Linked DNA regions of Mus musculus: regions 1 and 3 are each linked to region 2. The links are chromatin contacts, called in public promoter capture Hi-C maps. All regions are on one chromosome and are shown on one strand. Each heading gives the region's core, a stretch centred on a gene start, on an enhancer-like site or on the middle of the called end of the contact. The rest is flanking DNA. Distances are from core to core; before and after follow the strand shown.

Evidence for each region. Promoter capture Hi-C pulls out the DNA fragments that hold promoters and counts their contacts. Capture Hi-C pulls out chosen DNA fragments and counts their contacts.
Region 1: a contact with region 2 is called in a promoter capture Hi-C map of liver, with 3 times the contacts expected there. The contact joins the promoter of Rbm47 here to the promoter of Rell1 in region 2. A contact is called at or near these places in 1 of 39 promoter capture datasets (liver) and 1 of 9 other capture datasets (liver).
Region 3: a contact with region 2 is called in a promoter capture Hi-C map of liver, with 4 times the contacts expected there. The contact joins the promoter of Apbb2 here to the promoter of Rell1 in region 2. A contact is called at or near these places in 2 of 39 promoter capture datasets (liver and pre-B cells).

Annotation. Positions count from the first base shown.
Region 1 is chr5:66,150,604-66,154,172 of GRCm38.p6, reverse strand. Rbm47 (RNA binding motif protein 47) reads left to right here and starts at 2,219. Exons shown (of 8, transcript NM_001127382.2): 1 at 2,219-2,318; 2 at 2,472-2,634. It overlaps Gm26725 (a long non-coding RNA gene), which reads right to left and starts at 3,169. Exons shown (of 5, transcript XR_001785070.2): 1 at 2,700-3,169; 2 at 1,155-1,201.
Region 2 is chr5:63,966,589-63,970,497 of GRCm38.p6, reverse strand. It overlaps Rell1 (RELT-like 1), which reads left to right and starts at 1,601. Exons shown (of 7, transcript NM_145923.4): 1 at 1,601-1,852. The coding sequence starts at 1,765.
Region 3 is chr5:66,616,692-66,620,446 of GRCm38.p6, reverse strand. Apbb2 (amyloid beta (A4) precursor protein-binding, family B, member 2) reads left to right here and starts at 1,630. Exons shown (of 17, transcript NM_001201413.1): 1 at 1,630-1,879.

The DNA.
Region 1 (3,569 bases), core at 970-3,469, 2.2 Mb before region 2:
TATGTTCAAGAGCAGCCTGGGTGCCATTGGTGCAATGCAGTCTCTAAAAAAAAATCTGAGTTATCTTTGCCATACTTATAGGGAGAGGAGTAGAAAGTAGGGAAAATAATCACATGTTTTACTTGACCAGCCTGGGCTATATGGAATCTTGTCTTAATCCCCCTTTCACCCCTTTTACACTTCCTAAAAACCAACTCACAAAAGAATCATACTCACTTGGAAGCTGGGTGTATCAGTGCGTGCGTGCGTGCGTGCGTGCGTGCGTGCGTGCGTGCGTGCGTGCGTGTGTGTGTGTGTGTGTGTGTGTGTGTGTGCAATCCCATCACTGGGAACTGAAGCAGGAGGATAGCAAGTTCACACAACAGCCTGGGATGCGGTGCTACAGTGTTATGCAAACGAGCCACAATAGCACAGCAGTTTACTGTATCAATGAGCAGACAGGAAAAGTGCAGGCAGCAGTTGAGCACTTGAGGCAAAGGAGCAGACTCGGAAGCACACAGGAAGACTTGCTTCCTGGAGCCTGTGCCTTTCTCAGGGGCTCAGTTCCCAGGTGCAGCTAGCACTACATCACAGGGCTTCTACACATTTGCATTCATTCGAGGCCAAGGCTCAACAACTGAGCTGCACCTCTTTCATCTTCCCTCCCTTCCTCTCCTTCCCTCCCTTTCTTCGCTGTTGACTTTGTTGCTGACTTTAACAGACCCCGTTGCTCTAATCTCTGTGGTCCTCTCATCTCAAGGCTGGGCCCAGAGCTTCCTATGGAAAAACCTATCTTGAAGCACAGAGCTGTGCCTCCTGTAGCTCAGAAAGTCTCTTGGAAACTGGTTTCGAAGCCTTTTTTACAGCTGCGGAGTCTTGGTGGCTAACTAACTGTATCAACCCCTAGAACAGTTCGGAACTGGGAGTTTTCTACAGTCTGCGATTCTCAGTACATGTGTGCACCTATCGACAAAGTCTTGATTCTGAATTCAGAACATGGTTAAACTGGCCTGGCTTGACTTTTGCTGCCTAAAAGATAAAAGATCGAAGATCAAAAGGATGGAGAACTTCAGAATTCCTGGCTGGCTTCAGGAATTACTTTTACTAATGGTGGTAAGATCTGACTTTTCGATTAGACTGGAAAGGTCGGCACTCGGGAAAGTTGGCCTGCTTACCTAACCTCTGTACGGACAGTGTCTTCACCTCCAGACCTGAGGCAGACCTGAGGATCAGATTAAGGAAATGGGTGAAAGGGTTCCTGAGTAAGAAAGACCTCAATATAAAGAGATTAGGATTTCTTCATTTATATGTCAAGTTAAAAGGAACATAAATACCCCCTCTACCCTCCACTATTACTATGGATGATATCTATGAGTTTTCAAAGCCTCCACCACACCCCACACGCCCCACATTCACAGATCTTCAAACTGCATGGTTCACTGTTATCTAGCACTGACTTTTTGTTTTTGTTTTGTTTTGTTTTGTTTTTGTTTTTGTTTTTTTTTTTTTTTTGAGACAGGGTTTCTCTGTGTAGCCCTGGCTGTCCCGGAACTCACTCTGTAGACCAGGCTGGCCTCGAAATCAGAAATCTGCCTGCCTCTGCCTCCCAAGTGCTGGGATTGGGATTAAAGGCGTGCTCACCACCGCCCCGCTAGCACTGACTTTTAACCTATGGAGTAACTTGCAGGGTGGCAGGTCAGGTCTAGTGCCTAAATCTGAGTCAGAATTACGCGCGTGACACAGACGTTGGATTTGCACTTCATGGAAGGCAGGGCCAACTTCTCTCCACTTCCCTTGAAACTTGTACACGAGTCGAAAATCAGTTGCACACCCCTTCACAAAGACTTCGTCTTTCCTTCTCCTTGAAACTGTCCACAGTGAAAGCAAAACTCCCATCCTTAGAATCTTCCAGAAACTCAGAGCTGGAGGGTAATTAACTTGCTCACAGATAGTGAGGGCAGAGTTGGGTCTGGAGCCTCCTTCTAACATCCATTGCACGTTTTTCTACGGGGGGGGGGCGGATTATACATAATAATAGTATCACTAACAACAGTGGCTAACGCTATATGCCGATATTCTATCAGCTTCCATTTAACTAGATGGGGGGGGTAGTTTTGGGTCCTTCTTTTAATTAAAGTAGCCTACTGTGAAACAGTATTTTTTTTTTCAGTTGCATGACATTGCAACCCGAAATCACAACTTTAGGTTCCTTGTGGTGCCCGCTTCCTCTTCTAGTTTGTTTAGTCACAGAATTCGATTCCTGTTGGCTGTTTCCGCGCTGCAAACAGGCTTAGCGCTCCATTGAAATGCGGGAGGCTCCTTAATTCTTGTATAAACAGGTAACCCGAGGGGTGGGGCGGGGGCCGCGGCCCTAGGGTGGGTTTCCTGGGAGTGGGGATGGGGGTCAGACTTAGTTCCCCTGTGATCAGAGGCAAGGTTAAAGGAGGGCTTGGCTGAGGTTTCTCCTTGCACTGTTTTTGTTCCCTTTCTAGAAACCAGCTGTAACACTAGGTCAGAGCGCATTCAGAATGAGCCACTTTGAACGAGCAGCGGCGCCCAGGCCCCAGGCCCTGCTGTGAAGGCTCCGGCAAAGGTCAGAGCTCCGGCCCCCCGTGACGTGCCTGCCTGTGCTCTCCGAGCTATGCTCAGCCTCAGGTAAGAACAGCCCAGGAGGTCCTGGCTTCCTGCAGGCCCGCGGCGGGGCTCGTCTGCCGCCCTACCTGCTCCAGCGCCTTCCTGCCCCGCAAGGCCGGGGGCGGTGGCACTGCTCACCCCGGGAGTCAGGCGCAGGGTCCTTAGTCCTTGGTGCAGGCTCAGGGTGGCTTACTCTAAACAGCCATAGGCGGCCGGAAGCCACTCTTCTAGATGTCCCCAGGTGGGGCAGGTGCCACTTCTGGGGTCCCTTCTGAATGTCTGAAATGGATGTGACTTTTTGAGCGGCCAAAGTTCGTAAATCCTCCGCATCGGGGCCAGTCCGATATGATTTTTTTTTTTTTTTAAACCTTCAGCTAAGGTATCCGCGCTTCTAAAACAACAGGAATGTTGCACTGGCCTTCGGCCAGCGGAGGCTCAGCGAGCAGGATAAAATTTCAGTGCAGATTTACGGGAAGTTGCCGGTGTTGGGAGTAAAAATCTGGTTTGGTGAGTTTAAGGGAAGGGAGTATACGAGACAACCTTGCTACTGTGAGGCGAATGGCCTCGTCTGGGGGAGGGCAGGAGGCGGAGGGAGGGAACCGGGAAGAGCAGGGATTGCAGAGGCACCGATTGCAGCCGGACTCCGCCGCGCTCCGCGGGATCCGACCCTGTGCCGCTCCGCCCGGGCCACAGCCGCACCGCAGCCGGCTCGTACGACCCAGCCCAGCCGGCCGCCGAGCGCCCGGACCCGGAGAAGCCAGGCTCTGGGCCGGGAAGACGTTTCTTACCGCAGGTCACTCAGGCTAAGAAATTGTGACAAACTGGAATTCCCAGAACCCGGGAAGAGTTAAAGCCTAGAGCGATCTGATCTGTTGCTTTAAGCCGCACGGTGGGAAGTAGTTTGGAGACTCTTTAATTTAGTTTTCTATTTAAAAGTGTGCGGCCAGCGAAGATGT
Region 2 (3,909 bases), core at 352-2,851:
GAGGAAAGGGCTTGTTTGGCTTACACTTCCACGTTGCTGTTTAATTATCAGAGGAAACAAACCGGGAACTCAAGCAGGGTAGGAGCCTGGAGGCAGGAGTTGGCCCCCAGACCGTGGAAGGGTGCTGCTTATTGGCTTTGTTCCTCGTGGCTTGGACAGTCTGCTTTCTTACAGAAACCACAATCGGCTGGGCCCTCCCCCATCAATCACTCATTAAGAAAAATGCCCTACAGACTTGCCTACAACCTGATCTTATGGAGATATTTTTTTCCAATTGAGGTTCTCAGACAAATCTCTAGTTTGTGTTGAGTTGACAAACAAAACAAAACAAAACAAAAAAAAAACTGGCCAGCACAATGTCTTTCCTCTGCATTCTTTCTCAGACCTTTCCCTTTGATACATTTGTCAGACTACAGGATGTGCCACAAATTGTGCATAGGATCCATAGTTCCTGTCTTTGACTCAAAGGGCAGGGCCTCCAACCTTCAGCTTCTCTCCCTGGTAATTCTCACATCATTGCTATTTGTAACAGAAGGGTGGAGGGTGTTAGAGAGGAGAAATAACTCCCCCTTGAGCATTAGAGGCCACCAGTCAGTTTACAGAAGGGGCTGAAGACCCACCCTCCATTCAGCTCACATCTGTCAGGACTGGGCTTTAAGGACCTTGTGTGGAGTCTCCACGGATTAGTTAAAACGAGGCTATTGGTTAGTTAAAAGGAAGCTAGTCAGAAAAAGGTACATTCCCCTTTAACAACTACTTCTGCCCTCTTAGTGCATGCTGTCCTTGAGCCAGGAGCTGAGATTAAACCTGCAAGCAAACACTGGAGATACATGGATCATGGTGGCCCAGGTCATGCAGACTTCATGAGCTCACTTCCTGGCCGGTGACATGGGGATAATACTCACCTTACCGAGCTGATGTGAGGATATGAAGACAGAAGTGACTGGAAAGTTGAAGAATTGTTCCAGGGGAGTGTTTGCAAGATGATTAAAACAAAACCCAGTCCAACGCAAGCAAACAACCAGTGTGTGGGGACGTGTTCCTCAATAGAAGTAGCTTAGACAGAATGGGATGGGGACAATTAAAAAAGTTTTTTTTTTTTAATTTATTCTCCTTAATGTTTAAACGATCAACCATGACTTTGAACGTAGCATTCCTTCCTAGACCACTAACGAAGGTTAATTAACTGGGTAAAGACTCCGATTGAGAAAAAAAAAAAAAACATCGCGCCATTCTGAAACTGCTGGTCCTGTCTGCTCTCCATCCTGGGCTTCCTGGCCTAACCTCTGCCTTCCTCTTCCCGCATCTGACTAGTCCCAGGACCCAGGAGAAGGGAGTAACCCGCCCCAGCCTGAGGCTCCCGCGCAGACCCGCCACTTGGCTGGGCAGGGTTAGCCCGCCCAGCAGAGGAGGCGGAGAGGGTCAGCAGTGGGCGGGGCTCGGGGTGGGGCCACGGCTTGGGCGCGCGGCTGACGCGACCCAAGGGTTTAGAGGGGAAGCGGGAGTGACAGGAGAGGCGCGGCCTGGACTCGGGGGCGGGGTCATGCGTGCGGAGGCGGGTCCAGGCTTCAAGGGACCGGGGCGCGGCGATCAGGGGCGGGGCTTCCGTGCGGTGGGCGGGGTCCTGGCGGGTCCAGGCTGAGCGGGTAGGGGCTCGCGGGGGCCGAGCTCCTGCATTCAATCCACCCGGCAGCCCTCGAGCTGCACCGTCTACCCCGACCCGGGACGCCGCGGCCGGGGCGAGGAGGGCAGAGGGACGCGGCGATGGCTCTGTGGGGACTCCCGGGGTCCGCTGTGCTTGCTGCTTCAGTGTTCGTGGGAGGCGCTGTGAGTTCGCCGCTGGTGGCCGCCGGTGAGTGCTTTGGTCCTGGTCGGGACGCCTGGTGAGTTGGGTCTGCGCACGGAAGGGAGCCAGGGGCTCGACGAGTCGGTCGAGCCCACAACCCCGCCGCGCCCTGAGTTGCGCGCGCCCTGCTGTGCTACCGGATCTGGCTCTGAACATCTGGGTGTCCCGGGGTGGCCCGGGCAGGGTGCGGCGCGCAGCGCGGCTCCAGTCCTTCCCCACCCGCCTGCCGGGGTCCCGCCTTCCCTCCCCGCCGCTTCTAAAAAACGGCGGGACCCCAACTCGGATTCTTCAGGATGTCGCTTTCCTGGGATGCCTTCTCCCTAGCCGTGGACCCCTTTCTACTGTCCTGGTCCTCAGAGGCCTCACCAGGCGAATATCTTGACACCCGGGATAGGGTTCTGCTTTCCAGCCTCCTTCCTCGCTTTATTTTCTTCTTTCCTTTTCATTATGTTAAAGCCTTGAAAGTGCCAGTCTTTGCAGGTGGTTATGGATTCTTTTAGTAAGTCGGGAATTTCTCACTCCTTCCCATACATGCTGGATAAATTAGGCCGGGAAAGAGGAAAGACATCTATAATGTATACTGCTTTTTCTTTGTATCAAATCCTGTCATCACAAAAGGAACCTCTGTGGTCGGGGTGGAAGCCACCAAGCCGAGACGCTGAGTGCTGTCTTCAACTACAAGCCATCAGCGGGAGTTTCTAACTGAAATCTAAGAGGTCTACCTTTTACTTAAGGACGCCTTTGCCTTGTGCTCCTGTTTTTATAAGGCACACACCAGGGATTCTTAATAATTGTTTCCCCCTCTTAATTGCCACCTCGCTGCAGTACTTAAAAAAAAAAAGTTAAGCCTTCCTGGCCGTTTGGGGTTACCACAGGCTGATTCTTACGTCAGCAGGCTCTGCCAAGCTTGCCTTCAGGGGTGGCTCCTCTTCAGGCCCAAATAATAAGCAGCTGGAAGGCTTCCAACGGTGACTGTCTTCTCTATAAAATATACGTGCTGCTCTTCTTTTTGGAGAATGTTCTAGTCACTCGGAGCTTTGGAGCCTGCTTCTCATTTGTCCTTTACTTTTTCATGGGCATCAGAACGAGCTAGCAAGGGAACAGGATAGATAGACGATGTGTCTCCTGGGTATTTATTAGCAGATCCGCATTTCCTTCAGCCATCTACCCAGGGGAAAGGGAAGCTGGTGACTCGTTCTATTGGATGGGAGATTTTCCCGTGCATCCTGGGCTTCTTTCCCGAGACTTGTAACTACAACATAGTTTCAACGTAGATTGGAGACTGCAGGTAGTAAGTGGTATCACTTGTTGCAGAGTTTGGAACAATAACAGAAAAGATGAACCTGGGAGCAAGATTGTTACAGTTTAGTAAGTGAGGCATGTAACCAGCCATCATCAGGAGAAATCCATTCCTAGAGTGGGTTTTTGTTTTGCTGGGTTTCTGAACAACATCCGGGTGTCAGGCCTGCAATGTGACTGAAGAAAGTTCTACGGAGTGGTGCTATTAGTAACCTTTTATGAGTGAAAGTTAGTGCTTAAAAAGAATGAAGTACCTAAGGTGGAGAGGATAGAACTTCCAGTTTGTTGGCTGGCTTAGGGCCTGTATCAAGAGATGAGCCTGGAACATCTGGCAGCTGATCTCTTTGGACTCCAAGTCCAGAAGTAGGAAGAAGGAGATGGCATCTGATAGAGACAGCCTGCCGTGTGCTTTAGCTGGGTGCTTCATGTGTATTTTAAAACTTATTCCTCATGACCCAAGATGTGTTTATTCTCTGTAGATCAACTGAGGCCTGTCATTACATAGGCACTGTATCAGTAAGCATTGGTTGGGTGGGGTGGGAGGTAGGGGGAAGGGAGAGGGGGGTGGGGGGTGGGGGGATAAATACAGCCTGTTTGGTTTTAAATTCATCATCTTTCTACTGTCCCCCATGCTTCCCAGAGAAAATAGAGGATAGGTCAGCCTCAGCAACCTGACTTAAATTGTAAGGTAGTTAGTTCTAAGATGCCCAAACATCACATCAGGAGTATGTAGTCATCTGAGCCATACAGTGGAGAACCGACAG
Region 3 (3,755 bases), core at 381-2,880, 2.6 Mb before region 2:
TGATTGCATCAGGTGTGGAGCAGGGCGCCTCCTCCGCCCAACCTGGAGCCCACCGCGCCTGCGCGCCCCGCCCCGCCGCCGCGGCTGACTCCAGCGCGGGTTTTCCTGCGCGTCCGAGTAGACCGCCTGGAGGGGGCAGGCGCGGTTCGACCCGGGAGCCCGGGAGAATCGGGTGGTAGGGTAGGCTCTGGACGTTGGCGGGCTGGGAGATCAAGGTGCAAGTTGGTGTGGTAGCCTGCTGAGATCGCCGCGATGAAGGATTCGCAGGGTGGGCTTGGGTTCATTTCCTCCTCTGTCTGGGCTTGAAGGACACAGTAGCCTGTGTCTCAAGGCCCTCTACAGTTTGCTTTTCCCAAGTTGGCATTTGAACCCTGGTTTTTGACTCTTCATGGTTCGCAGGATTCGTTGGGCCAGTCTTGGGATGCAGAGGTTCAGTTCCAAGAGTGAACCTGCATAGATTTATGGAGATTTTTCTGTAGCAGTACTATTGGCCTTCCGCGGAGTCTGAGGGAAATATTGATTATAGAAGAGGCTATAGATTACAAGAGACCACCAACACACGGCGTTCTCTCCATTCCTGATAACCCAACACTTTTACATGTCAACACCTTGTGTATGGAGATGGCAGAAATGGCATTTCATAGAAACTATTCAATGGACGTCAGTTACTGCTGGGCTGTAAACATGAAGGCAGGGGCTGCGATTTGCTTACAGGTCTTAGTAAGGGGATCTTGTGGAACCTCAATAAACTCATGCTGTGTGAAGAAAAAAAGGAATAATGCCCATCTTCACTGTAGGGAGGATGAGTCTGAGTTTATTATCTGATTGAGGAGTGCGTTGTCAAAGAGCCATTACTTAGTAGTTATAATTATTTTCAGAATTACCTTTCTAGAGGAGATGGTAGGTAGCATGGTCTGTGTATAGCAGAGTCCCCATGACTAGTCCTCGGATGGCAACCGCATCAGTACCTGGGATTTGATACTTACAGGCGCTTGTGCAGCACGGCACAACGACTCATCCAACCCCTGGAAACGCGCCTAGCATGCTGCTTCAGCAACCTTCCCAGATGAGTCTGACTTAGGCATCAGTTTAACACCCCTTGGCTTGATGGAGAAACAAATCAAGGACTTCCAGGTGCCTGCAGTAAATCCACTTAATGCCTAACGAACAGGTAGCAAGTAGATAATGCTTTTCCTTGTTCGCAGGCATATTTCTTGCATGGCGTTATCTCGCTGTGATTTTCCAGGGCAGGAATGTTCCTGTGTGGCATATGTCTAGCCATGGGGGATGAAGGAGGCAGAAGGCAGGAGAAAGTTTCACCTTTTAACATTCAGTTAGCCTGGAAGGCTGTGGACAGCTCTCATCTTGGGGTATTTTTCCATTCTACAGGAACGCAGACGCGTGAGAGAAGAGTTTCCCAAACTGCCTTTTGGTGCAGACAGACGCTAGGCCACCTGGAGGGGATACCCGGGCTGCCCCGCAACCCCCAGCCTCTGGGTGTCACCCTGGCGCCCCTTGCCTCCCTGCTGTGCCGCAGCTCGGCCGCCTCCACCTGCAGGGGTCGCCCTGGGAGCGCGGCCCGCCCCCTTCCGCCGCGGCCTCCGCCCCCGGCCCCGCCTTGCTGGGTTCGCCCGGCTCCGCCAGGCCCCTCCAAGCCTTTCCTCGCGCAGCCGCCGCCAAAGCCTGGAGAAGTGGAATCTCGCTGCCGCTGCTCCCTGCGCGGGCCTCGCGGAGCCGCACTGGGCATGCTCAGTCGCCGGAGCCAGTGCTGCTCTAAGTAGGAAGCTCGCGTGCTGCAGCCCGCAGCTGATCCGGGTGCTCAGCGGACTGCGAGACCTGGGAGCCGGGTCCGGAGCCGATCGAACGCCGCGCAGCGCTGGTGAGCCCCGCTTCCTTCCATGCCTTCAGCCCGGGGATCCGAGGGATGGCCCGGAGTGCGCCGGGGGTGCCGGGCAGCCGGCGAGCTTGGCTGCTTGTGCCCTCGCGGCTGCTGCTCGGTTTCTGGCGGTCACCGCCGGTCGCCCAGCCGCAGCCCCAGCTGCAGCAGCTGCCGTCGCATCTGCAGCAGGCGTCCGCTGCGGAGTCCCGCTCGCCCCGCGCCCGCGCTGCAGGGCCGGCGCTCTGGCTGCGGGCTCGCTCCGTCACTCCCATTACTCCCTCACTCCCACCCAGAGCTGGGGTTCGGCAGGGCCGGGCGAGGACACCGGGTCGCAGGGCTGTGCCCGGGCGGAGACTGCGGAGGGCAAAGTGCGGGTGGGCGCGGGCGACCGGTAGCGCACGCCCCCTTGCCCTGGGGCCGGCCTGCCTGCCGGGCGGCGCGCTCTTGCGGGAGACTCAGAGACCTGGCCAGCGTCTCCCGGGGTGCAGAGAACCCAGCTCTGCAGAAAGGAGGAGAGGGCAAAGTTCCTGTCCCCTCTGCAACGCCGAGAGCGTTTTTAACTAGAAAATGGCTGTGTGCCGAGGGCCGGATCAGGGAAGCCGGTCATCGGGGTCCCGAACGCCCCACTGCTGCTCCCTGGGAGGAATGGTGGCTCAGACGCCAGAAATGACATTTGTGCGACGAAAACTAGCTGGGCGGAGGGAGGATGCGGGAGTCCCGTAGAAACAATGATAGGTAGTCTCTCCATTGATGGAGAGGTCTGAAAACAGGAGGTCAGGCCCCAAAGGCCAAGGGAGTGTGGGGCATAAAGAAAAAAAAAAGCTGGAGAAATCAGATGAAGAATTGGGACCGTTTTGTAGCAAGATTCTGCACAGCCACGACTGTTCTGATCGCTTGGGGATGGACTGAGTGATTTGAGAGGGCTCACATGAAGAGAGAATTAGGTCAGTGTCTGAAGCCCAGAGGGCTCTTAGAGGGAGCAGTTTTAAAAAGTCTTGTCCCTGACTTTGCTTTGTGCTCAGTGTCTTAAATGAAAGTCATAAAACGATAACAACAATATCATTTTGATATCAAGAAATAAACTTTGTGAGGCTGGCCCTTTTTGTTATTTGTTTCTTCATTTTACCGATTTCAGAATAAATTATGACAGCTGGTCTGTTGTTTTAGGATTTGGTACCTTAAATCTAAATTTTCTTTCTTGTTATGATACTACAGATCCTTCCCTGAAATGGCCATGGTAGTAGTACCTGAATTCTTATGGCTGACCTTGCGGAGACAGGACTCTGGGAGGGGGCATTTCTTTATGAAGTTAGGCTTTGTCTTGTTTCAGGGTTTCTCCGAATTTGGAGAGTCTTAACAGAATCTTAGAAATGGCATCTGTTTGGGAAGATAGTATTTGTCCTGAGGATGGGCACCCCCCCACCCCCAAGGCAGGCAGAAATGTGGTGGGAACAAGGGTGGCTGGGGTGGGGAGTGGTCCCATCTGTGGAGTGTGGGGGTGGGGTAGGGGATGTCGCAGATGCAAGAGGTCTGCCACTGTCCTTTTGAACTTGTTATGTTAGGTTTGTAGATACCTTCGGAAAGTTCCCAGAAACAGAAAGCCATGTGCCAGGCTTTGAGAAAGGACTCAGGTTGGGACCCTAAGGACTCAGGTTGGGACCCTATTCTGGTTCAAGTGTGGTTGCTGTCCTCTGACACTGTTACTTCTTCCCCAAATGGATACTTTAAACTATTCACCTTTAAGGAGCTGGGTAGAATCCTGCAGTCTGAACCTTTGTAAAGAGGTAGTTGAAAGCTGGAAGAGCTATAATGTAACAGAGTAATACTTTACATTAGTTTCAGTAATATGAACACAGGCTACAACATTATCTCGGAA